Regions from separate parts of the Anser cygnoides genome. Here regions 1 and 3 are each linked to region 2. A link is a contact called in public Hi-C data. All regions are on one chromosome and are shown on one strand. The core of a region is the stretch at or near the end of the contact, and the rest is flanking DNA. Distances in the headings are between cores, read along the strand shown. Region 1 holds the start of TXN2 (thioredoxin 2). Region 2 overlaps RBFOX2 (RNA binding fox-1 homolog 2). Region 3 holds the start of HMOX1 (heme oxygenase 1).

What was found. A called contact is a pair of places that touch in the nucleus more often than the background predicts.
Region 1: a Hi-C map of liver shows a contact between it and region 2, with 2.5 times the contacts expected there. The contact joins the promoter of TXN2 here to the enhancer-like site in region 2. A contact is called at or near these places in 2 of 7 Hi-C or Micro-C datasets (both in liver).
Region 3: a Hi-C map of liver shows a contact between it and region 2, with 2.7 times the contacts expected there. The contact joins the promoter of HMOX1 here to the enhancer-like site in region 2. A contact is called at or near these places in 2 of 7 Hi-C or Micro-C datasets (both in liver).

The regions. Positions count from the first base shown.
Region 1 is chr1:56,485,325-56,488,729 of Taihu_goose_T2T_genome, forward strand. It overlaps TXN2 (thioredoxin 2), which reads left to right and starts at 1,820. Exons shown (of 4, transcript XM_048048298.2): 1 at 1,820-1,942; 2 at 2,038-2,198; 3 at 3,272-3,395. The coding sequence starts at 2,038. It overlaps FOXRED2 (FAD dependent oxidoreductase domain containing 2), which reads left to right. Exons shown (of 9, transcript XM_066996741.1): 8 at 88-258; 9 at 520-1,653. The coding sequence ends at 770.
Region 2 is chr1:56,630,146-56,633,640 of Taihu_goose_T2T_genome, forward strand. All of the region lies in intron 3 of RBFOX2 (RNA binding fox-1 homolog 2), which reads left to right. Among named protein-coding and RNA genes, the nearest start is that of RBFOX2, 37 kb to the left of the region's middle. Within about 2 kb of position 1,961, at least 2 of the 3 cell types and tissues checked have open chromatin away from gene starts, as enhancers often do. A contact at or near this core is called in liver, where this site is marked.
Region 3 is chr1:56,883,233-56,886,586 of Taihu_goose_T2T_genome, forward strand. It overlaps HMOX1 (heme oxygenase 1), which reads right to left and starts at 1,960. Exons shown (of 5, transcript XM_013181078.3): 1 at 1,802-1,960; 2 at 1,365-1,485. The coding sequence starts at 1,833.

The DNA.
Region 1 (3,405 bases), core at 570-3,069, 140 kb before region 2:
ACTGCTACAGCTGTTGCGGCTGCTTTCTGCTTCCCCTTTCTAATTCCATTTTGATTCTGAGAGTTTCCCTTAATGGTCTCTTGGCAGAGCGTGAGATGAAACTTCGTCCCCCCGATTGGCCTCTCCCCCGCCCAGATGCCATCCATCACATCGTGGAGGATTTTCTGACAGACTGGACGGCCCCAAACGCTCACATCCTGCCGCTGAGGCGTTTCTTGGAGAACTGCCTCAGCACCGACCTGCGCAGTTTCTTCGCAGGTAATTTGAGCCTGGGGTTGAGGTGGCAGGAGGTGGAGGAGGGACGTGAGGGACACGGGACAGGAGCGAGCTCTTCTGCAAATAACTGAGATCTCCCTGCGATGCGCTGGCGCTCTCGCAGTCAGTCACACCTCTCCGATGTGCTCCCCGGACAGTAAAAAGTGCTGGTGCTGCGTGCGTGTTCCCAAAAGCCTTTGGGAATTGTTCTCTACAGGGTGTCTCCGGTGAGTCTCATTTACTTTTTTGTGCTCTCCCTGGCAGAATCCTGTTTCCTCTTCGCCCTCACCCGCCAGAAGCTGCCTCCCTTCTGCCAGCAGGGCTACGCGAGGATGCAAGGACTGGCGGGGAGCGAGAGGCTCCGGCGCCACGCGGTAGCAGCCGGCCTGCTGGAGGATTTTGCTGCCGCGGACTTCTCAGGTGACAAACTCCCCGACGGGGACCAGCTGCTGAAGGACCACGTCGTACCCGTCCGCCCGCTGCAGCATCTCGTTAACGCCAAGGACGAACTCTAACGTTTCTCCCGCCGCGCGGAAACCCACGGGTGCTGCTGTGCCAGTACTGTAACAGAGATCCCCGGCAGGGCTCTCCCCTCTCCCCCGCGCCTCTTCCATCCCCATCCCTTCTTCTGCCGTTCACGACTTGCCAAAGACCTGCTCAGATCTTGCTGTTACAGAAAGGACCGACGTGCTCCCAAGGACAAGGCAGGGCCTGAAATCCGGCGGTGCTGAGGCGCCCGCTTTGTCCTTGCAGTGCTCAGAGTTGCCTGAAGGTGGTGTTTATAGCCTAGGCCAGCATCTGCAGCGACATCCAGGGGTCCAAAAGGGGAGATTTGAGGGACGTTTGGGTGACTTACATTGTCACCTCCCTCTTGTGAGGTGACTTGCTCGTGTCCCGTGGCAGCCTGGTGCGGGCGCGCTGCTCCCTGGGTGCTGCGAGTGCTTCGGGATCTGTTTGTGTACCGAATCCAGAAGTGGTTCTCTGGGCAAACTGCACGGTATTTTTGCTGCCTTTGATTTAGGGCGGTGCCGGAGGTGGGCACAGAGGGGTGGTGGGTTTTTAGTTAAGTCCGGCGGGGATAATTTCTCATTTCCAGGAGAGCACTACAAGAGACCCTTCGCCCTACGCGGCTGAGCAGCCTGCCTCCAGTCCTAGGGCAGAGAGACTCACACTGACTGTGGGCCTGCTGTCCAAACATTTCTTCTCTGTACCAAACACCCTAAAAAGCCCCCCCACACACCCCGTTTTATAAAGCATGTCCGCCACCCCTCCTCTTTGCACTGCATCCCGACAAGAAAGTTCCAGGTGCACTTTGGTGACAAAACGCTCGTCCTGTTTCTTTCTCTCCCCTCCGCTCACCCCAAAACCCCTCTCCCAAGGGCTGGCTGGGTGGTGGGCTGCGCTTTCCTGCCCCTTTGTTATCCCCACGCGTTCGTGTGCGTCCCCCGGGGGGGCTCCACGCGGGGCCGGTCCCCTAAATCCCAATGAATCGCGGGGGTGCGCGACAAAGCTCCCCCAGGGGGCACGAAAAAGGTCCCCGCGGAGCAGCCTGCTCCGCCCCAAGCCGGCGGCTGGGTGCGAGTGACAGCAGCGGCAGCCACTGAGCTCCCGCAAACGGGGCGGGGGGGGGCGGCTCCATCCGCAGAGACGGCCGGAAGCGGGTTTGGGCACCTGCGGGCAGGGCGAGGTGCGGGGCCGCGGCCGCGATAGGGAGCGGGGTCGCGATCGGGACGGGGATCGCGACCGCCCCCCCGCCCTGACGCCCCCCTCTTCTCCCCGCAGATGGCGCAGAGGTTGGCGCTCCGTCGGCTGCTGGCCGGCCCCGGCAGGGCCTTGGGCACCTCCGCGGCCCGCCCGAGCGCCTTCAACGTGCAGGACGGCGGCGACTTCCAGGAGCGGGTGGTCAACAGCGCCAAGCCCGTCGTGGTGGACTTCCACGCGCAGTAAGTGCCCGGCAGCGCCGAGCCCCGGGGCACGGCGAGGCTCCGGTAACGCCCTTCATCGCTTCTCGGGGCTAAGTGTCCCCCCAAAAAACACAGAGCGACGTTAACGCGCGTTTTGTACCTCCCCGCAGGCTCACGCTGTGTCTCTGCAGCTCTAGCACCGTGCGCTCTTGGGCCAGAGCTCTTGACAGCCTCACGGTAGCAGAAGCAATGTTTGTGATCGATAAAACTGTTGTTGTGCTCTTGCCAGTTAAAATATTCCTGGATGTTATCCGCTGGATTAACGATGCCGATTATACTGCTTTTTCAAGTGTTTTCACGGTCCTGTAGTGCTGCCATAGGAGTTGTGGCTGATTCTGGGCAAACAGGCTACAGAGCAGCCCCAAAACAGCTGCACTAAACAGACCAAACTGACGAACCACAACCAACATTAACTGGGGTCATCCAGGGAGAAAAAGACAAATAATGGAAAGCCTGAAACCCAACATGGAAGGAGGCACAAAACTTACGTTTTGCATGAGCTTATGTTTTACATGAAAAGGGCACTCAGAGCTTTAACTTGTGTTTTCCTTGGCCTGAGGGAGTTCACAGCTCCCTAACCAGCGTGTTTAGGTGCAGCACTGTTTTCCCTGTGTGGGGCCTTGCAAAATCTGCCGTGGCTGCCATGTTCTTGCGTTAAACGCCTGCTATGTCTGCAATTTTTGCAGCTAACTCTGCAGTAAGTACACAGGCAAGCCTGTGATAATTGGCACGAGCCAATAGGTGTGCAGGTGGCTGCCCCCATGCCTGACAGCAACGCTTGCACCACGGCGGCGTTGTGGCCATCTGGGTTACAGCTCAACACGTGAGCAGGGCAGGGACGAACGGCTGAGCAGCAGAAGGAGGACAGCCCGGGCTGGGGGAGCTGGTTAATGTTTATGCTCGGCGTTCAATGCCAGCAGCGTCCCGTAGCATAGAGGTTGGGCTGAAGACAAGAGAGGTAAAACGGTGGTAAAGGCACTGGCGTTCCAGCCTTCCGTGCCTGCTGCTGCTGCACTTGCCTCCCCTCGTGCCTGCTCTCTTTCTCTCCTTAGGTGGTGCGGTCCCTGCAAGATCCTAGGCCCCAGGTTAGAGAAGATGGTGGCCAAGCAGGAGGGGAAGGTGGTGATGGCCAAAGTGGACATCGATGATCACACAGACCTTGCCATTGAGTACGAGGTAGGAGCTG
Region 2 (3,495 bases), core at 711-3,210:
ATCAAATTCTTTAATACTCTCAGGTACTCCTGTCTAAAGAAAGGGATTTTCATTCCGTCTGGGTGAGGCCTGTGTGTGTGTAGCAACAGCTCAAAGGGAGATGTTTTTATGAAGGTAGGGCAGCATACTGCAGCATCAGCAGTTGAAGAGCTTAAGCCTCTGGTGCTTGCAATGTGTGTATGAATTTCTGTATAGGAGGGAGTTGCTCAGAATGTGCATTGGGATATACTAAACTGTTAACCAGCAGAAATGGATAATATGTGCTGCAGTGCTATGGGAGTTGGGTTCCTACTCTGTCCAGGCTAAGTAAGAAACACAACTTTTGAGAGTCAGAGCCAGTCCCAGGTCCTTAGAAATATTCCTATCTGCTTTCAGTTTTTCCATTCTGGTAGCACCGTCTGCACCGTATTTTGTGTTTCACTGTTCCCATTTAGGGCTGGTTTGGGGTTGTCTTGGTGTTTCGTTTTGATGTCCTGCTTCACAAGTTTCCTCTTTTTCATCCCTTAATAACTCTTCTGATGTGAAAGTCCAGAGCTGCTGTTGCTGACGGGTCACCAGAGCAGCGGCGATGGGCTCGGGAAGCTGTGCTATGGACTGGGCATCTCCAGAGGGCTCTGTATGGCTGAGCAGGAAGGGATGGATGTATGTTAGCCGGTGTCCTTATGTATTTCAGGTGGAACATAGCTTCACAGAGATTTCCCAGTGGGCAAACAGCATCAGCAACACTTTGGTGTTTTCATTTTAGCAAATAGTTGTTCAAAATAAATAATTAAATCTCTTCTTGGTGACATTTTGATCTGTGGTAAAGGTTTTTTCCTTCCTTCTTGCTTTTGGCCCTGAAACGGATTAAATTCAGGTCTGGTTTTCACTAATGAGGTTTCAAGGCTTTTAGCTAATCTGATTGGGAACCTCTAACACGACAGCAGCAGAAAGAAGCCCTCTGTTGCTACAGATGGGCTGGTGTGGGAGAGAGAGTCCTGCTTGATGCATCACCTGCTTTTCTGCACTGGGGAGGGAGGAAGGAAGTGGTGTGGGATTGTGTGCAGTAATCCTGACCCTGTAACAAAGTTAATTACGAGATGCAGGAGCAATTGTGTCAGATTTCTCCATTTCATCAGATTAGGAGCTGGATTTGAGTTGGAGAGCGTAAATCTGTGTATCTTGCTCTTTGCCATTGCACTTATTTATTGCAAATCCCTGTACTGTGCTTTTTACCGCAATGTTTTCCTTAGCAGAAGTAGCAGAGCGGAGGTTTATTTTCAGGCACCTCATCGTTTGACCACAGCAGTCCTACTAGAAATTCTCTGGATATAACCTACCCTTTCTTTCACCTTACTTAGCATCCTACTCCTTCACTTATTTGTAAGTCCTTCTCGCTCCTTCCAGCTCTCTGCCACTAATTGCTGGCTGCAAACCTTTCACTATGCTGTTTTTACACCCTCTAGTGGTTAAAGCGTACCCAGATGTTCCAGATTATTACAGTTTTCTTTCTGCTAGCGGGGATATGTGATTGGTTTGAGTCCTTGCTTTGGCCGTTTGGGAGCGCTTAGGTCTACAGTCCAAAGTTTATCTTGTGTGCTCTCCCAAATATTTAAGTGTTCTGTCATCATCACGCATGGGCAGCAGCACTGAGGCAAGGGAGATGAGTTCATGTCGAGGCTGTATTTCTCTTCATTTGGTGTTGCATGATTGCTTTATGATAACGCACAGCACAGCCCCCCTGCTCCTTGCCTGTCCTGCCAGGGTGCTGTCCTGCTGGGCTTTTTGTGGTGGCAGGGCTCGAGGAGCATGTGTGCTAAATCAGTATGGTAACAGTTTGCCTAAAACGAGAGAGCTTTCTGCCGCTGTTAGTGCGGCGCTCCTGGGGCTGGTACAGCTGTATGAGGAGCTGCAGAGCTCCCTGGGACTGTTCTCAAGAATTCGAGGTTTGCTCTGTGGATCCATAATGCCCATGCAGGCACAGCAGGATGCCCCTGCATTTCTGCAGTGCTAGGATGACAGCACAAATGAAGGCCTCCATAAAGGGAGAATGCGGGAAGCGTTAACGTAAGGCTGTTAACTGAGATGAGAACTGAGTCTTTTGGTGAGGAGAGCTTTTTCTCTGGAGGCTATTCGGTGCTGTATCCCTCTGTCGGGCCTGCTAGCAAAATGGTGTTTCTTTTTTTGTAACATGAGTGCCTGCCTGAAATGCAGTGAACCAAGACTTCTTTGCTTCATTTCCCAAGCTGTGACAAACAGCTCTGAGATCCTAGGAGTTTGTCTCCGTGTGGAAAATGGCCAGTACAGCTATACTGACACAACTTTTATATACAAACTCGTCAAGAATAAATACTCTGGCTCTGGAAAGTTATTCCGTGCTAACTATGCCAGCTTGTTTTATATATAGCCAAGGTCTATGTCGAATTGCTCTAGTGCTTTTCATGTGTATTAGAAGTGATATCTAAAATTCATTTGAATTGCTGCTGAATACTGGCACTTCTGTGGCAGCGTTTGGCAGCTGCACAAAATAAATATGTTCTCCAACAGGAAACGAAATGAGCAAGAACACCTTGTTCGGCTCCCACTGAAGGGATGAGAGGAGGAGAGAGAGTTTATGCAAGCAGGAGGTAATTGCACACACCAGAACTGGGTCAGGATGTTAGAGCTGTTACACCTCTTCTGTTATGGAAAGTGATCCGCAGCTATCATAACAGGTTAGGATGTTGGTTTGAAGCCTCTTTTTAAAGCTTACGCTTCTGTGAGTGCCATTCTTAAATTAAACTGGGCCATTGGCTCGGTACTAATGTGGTGGAAATGTCATTACCTGTCACAAATGACACTTCCTTCAGCGGTGTAATTTCGGTGGCTGGTTTGCCATCCGAGCACTCACCGGGCCTGACCTGCTGTTCTCATCTATGTAGATGAGCCTGCAGCCCTGGGTAGCCTGAGTGCCCATGGCAACTACTAGGAACAGCTTTATCACTAGCCCCTCAGTTCGAGTTCAGGCTTGAGGTGAAATGCTGTTAAATCCTCTCCAATTGTCAGCCTGTTCCCCTGGGCTGCTGCTCTCTTGCTGCTTTGGCCTATCTGGTGGAGCATCGCGGGAAGCAGCAGGCTGCATGCGCTCCCTCACTGCGGCTGTGGGGCTGCTCTGGGTGAGCGGTGCCGGCAGGCTGTGACAACAGGAAGCCTCCCCTCTTGCTTTCTTTCTGTTTATTTTCCTTGCGTGGGGAGCTCGGCGAGGAAGCCCTTCATCCCAAGATGTGAGGGGTGTGTGTGAGCCCCCGCGGGAGGCAGGATGGTGGGCAAGAGGCTTCCTCTTGCAGCTGGCTGCAGGCAGGCACCGCTGCTCCCCTCCCTTGGTGCTGTCTGCCCCGAGCAGCAGGCTTTTGGCAGGGAGCTCACACAGGGAAACCTCCGTCCCCTCCTCTGGGTGGTCTGGGTCTCCTTTGTCTGTCTCCCTCCTCTCCATCACATGGATGAAGCATGAATTTGGGGATGTTGCCTCAACTTTGT
Region 3 (3,354 bases), core at 710-3,209, 250 kb after region 2:
GGACTTTGATATACACACAGGCAGTGACTTGGTTGTGGAAACACATATTCAGATTCTAGGGAGTCATGCATCGGGGCTGATACATGGGGTTTGCCAAGAGGGTAAACAAAAAAAAAAAAAAAAAAAAGAGGTTTTTAAATGATAACCCATTTTCCAGCTTACTGGAAAAGAAACCAAATACAGGAACATTGCCTAACAAATTAAGAAAATTTAACTTGACCCGTTGTTTTTGGTGGCAGCCAGTGGGTCAGTGGGAAACGTGGCTTTGGAAAATTATCATTACTTTTTAAAGCCCGGTGTCATGTCTCACTTCCCCTGACAGTGTGTAAACAGTTTCTGGGAAACCGAGCTGTGCTCCTGAATCTTAGAGGCCTATTTCTGGCTTTTTTTTTTTTTTTTTGTTAATGCCAGCCTGTCTCAAATTCACTGCCTAACAAAAGCCGCGTTTCTAACAGCAGGAAGTCAGCACCTGTGATTGAATTCATGCTTGACTAGGTATCATGAATACAACCTGTCAGGAATAAGTGGTCTTTTGCCTATTCTTGTGGATTTATTTATCAAGGAGCGATTCAACAACAAAGTAATTAAGCCACAGGTCGGATTACTGGCTGTTATTTGCAAACCCATGCGTCAGTTCCTCTGGCCTGCCGGGAATTTCTAGCCCAGGTGTTTGCCTCGGTTTGGCTCATGGCTTTGTTATGTAGCTCAGATCCCAGGCATCCCCTATAGCCAGGTTAGACACAGACTAGTAGCTGCAAATAACTCTTAATATTTCAAGAAAAGCAACAGGCTCCTACCTGCTAGCAGCAGATACAGCTTGCTCAAGTTCAGTGCCTTTGAGCAATTTGTTCCTGATCTCAGCCTGCTATAACCCAAGTGACAACTAAACCACTGCAAGGTTTGGGGCCCGACTTGATCTCACAGCCTCACTTTATCGCTAGCCCACCATTATTTCTAGCTGTAACTGCTCAGGGTGCTCTAAATTTAGCGCGCTCCATTCTTGACGCTTAAGCCACTCGCATATCTGCACATTGTTACATCTCCATTAACCGCCTTTGCCACTAATTAACATGCAGGCATTTATGAAGACTCATAAAAGCAGTTAGATTAATCCCTTCAGTCTCACTGTCTTTTTTTCCTGCTTCAGCTCGGCTGCCCATCCCGAAAGGCACAGCCCTGCCTTGCATCCTGCAGGAGGGGCTGGTAGGATAGGAGGGTGCTGTGGCTTGTTTTGCACAGGAGATGCTGATGCTGCCCCCCTCCACCCTGCTTTAGTCCCCACGCATCCTGTCCCATCCAACAGCGTGCTTCCTGGTGAGGAAATCCCGTACCCGAGCTATGCTGCTCTGATGTTAATATCATACCTTAAACTCGTGGAGGGACACCTGCCCCTTCTGGAAGTTCTTCATGAAGGGTGTGTTCTCCGCCTGCTCGTGCACCTCCTTGGTGGCTTCCTTCAAGAGCTCCGACAGGTCCTGAGACATGCTGGGGAAAAGCAGCGGGACAGACATCAGAGTTGTGGCTCCCCTCCAGCAAAAACAGATCTCAGCTCTCTAGGAAAAGCGGGGAGCCTGGGGCGGCAGGAAAAGGAGCAGAGAGATCCCGAGAGCCAGGGACTGGGGTGCCAGCATCCCAGTCGCTGTCCGGAGCGGGGAATACTGACAGACTCCATCCAGAGGGGAGAGGAGGAGCAAGCTGCTCCCTGCAGAGCAGAAACAGGAACACCGTGCTTAAAAGCAGAAGGAGCAATGCACTACTCTTTCAGCTAAAACGTACCCTTTCTCCCTTGCCCCGCTCTCACCTTTCAGAGCTCTGTTTCTGGGAAGTTTCCATGTTTCTCCACGTCGTTTCCCTGCTGTTTGTTTTCTCCTGCTCGCGCTCCTCCTTCCCCTCTGCTCCCAGGACGGCGAGGCGTCTGAGCTGGGCAGCCCAGCTCCCGCATCCAGCTTTATACCGACGAGCCACGTGAGCAGCCGAACCGCTGACCTCAGTGTGAGCACAAACTTCTTGCAACACACTGCACTTCCCTTCCCAGCGTGGCTGTCGCCCTGCCTCGCCCCCCAGAAGGAGGCCAGCCTCGGAAGGCAGGAGGAAGTCACCCGATGCTTCGTGACAGCTCAGCGCAAACAAGAGGATGCCCGGCCACTTCTCCTTCCCCGGGGGGGGGCTCCTGGTGTTGGGGCGGCGGGGTTGGGCAAGGAGGGGTGGGTTTATGGGGGCAATGCCCGTGGCAGGGTGGGCAGCCGCCTCTCCCTACACCCATCTGTGTCCCAGCTGCGCCCTGCCTCTGGAGCTCACACTACATCTGTCCTAACCTGCTCTAGCAAGCCTCCGGTGCAAACGTTTCATTTCCCATGGCAGTGAGCATCTTCATAGCCTCTCACGTAACACAGAGCTTGCTGGCCACGGGATGAGGAGCTCTGCACAGTAGGACGCTGGGCTTTGCGCCAGTCCTGGGCACCCAGGGTGATGCAGGTGCTGTGGCACGTGCACCAGCTCGAGTCTGCAAGTGCCACAAGTACAGCTGCACAGCACCAGACCCTGCTGAATTCACCTTGTCTCCATGCACAGAGCCAGCACAGGTGTGCCTGCACCAACGCATGGAGAAATCCTTTCTGCTCTCCGGTATGATGGCAAAAATACCGTGTTTGTGTGGCAAGTGGCCCCTGCTGTTACCTCCTGAAACGCCCTGCACACGGTTGCGGTAACAGCAGGGGCCACTTGCCCACAGCAGCTCCATCTCCTCCACACCCAGATGGCTGGAAATAGCTGCTGTGTGTGGAGGACTGCAAAGATGTGGTGCGAGACTTGGGGTAAACTCTGAGGAAACGTGCAGAGATTTGCAAAGGCAAATAATTTCTGATTTAGCAAAGGAGAGTTGGTCAAGGCGCTGCTGCCAGTAGCTGGCTTCTCTGCTGTTTTGTCTGGTTCGGTGGTCGAGGAGGCAGCCAACAGATGAAGTGGGACCCTTCTTTTCCATCTGCAGCTCTGCTGGAAGCACAGCTAGCCGGGATGGAAGATGCATTGTCCAGCTGTGCTTTGGGAAAACACAAATTTTGTGTTCAAGCCAAAAGAGCGGGGCACTCAAAGCCAGCGCTGCAGCAGCGGGCACTGCCACCCAAGCCGTGCACCTCACGTGCTGCCTTGGCCCTACACTTACACCCCAGCTGCAGGGGGCTAGAAAACTGTCCCAGAGGAAACGTGCCCCACGCCTGGTTTGGGACCGGGGCAGACATCTGGTGAGCGGCGCAGGCTCAGGAAGGATTACTCAGCGCTTCCACCCTGACTCAGCCAGGCTTTTCCTGTAGGGCTCCCCTCGTTAAAGCAACAGAGCGTTCTAGCAAAAACTGGCAG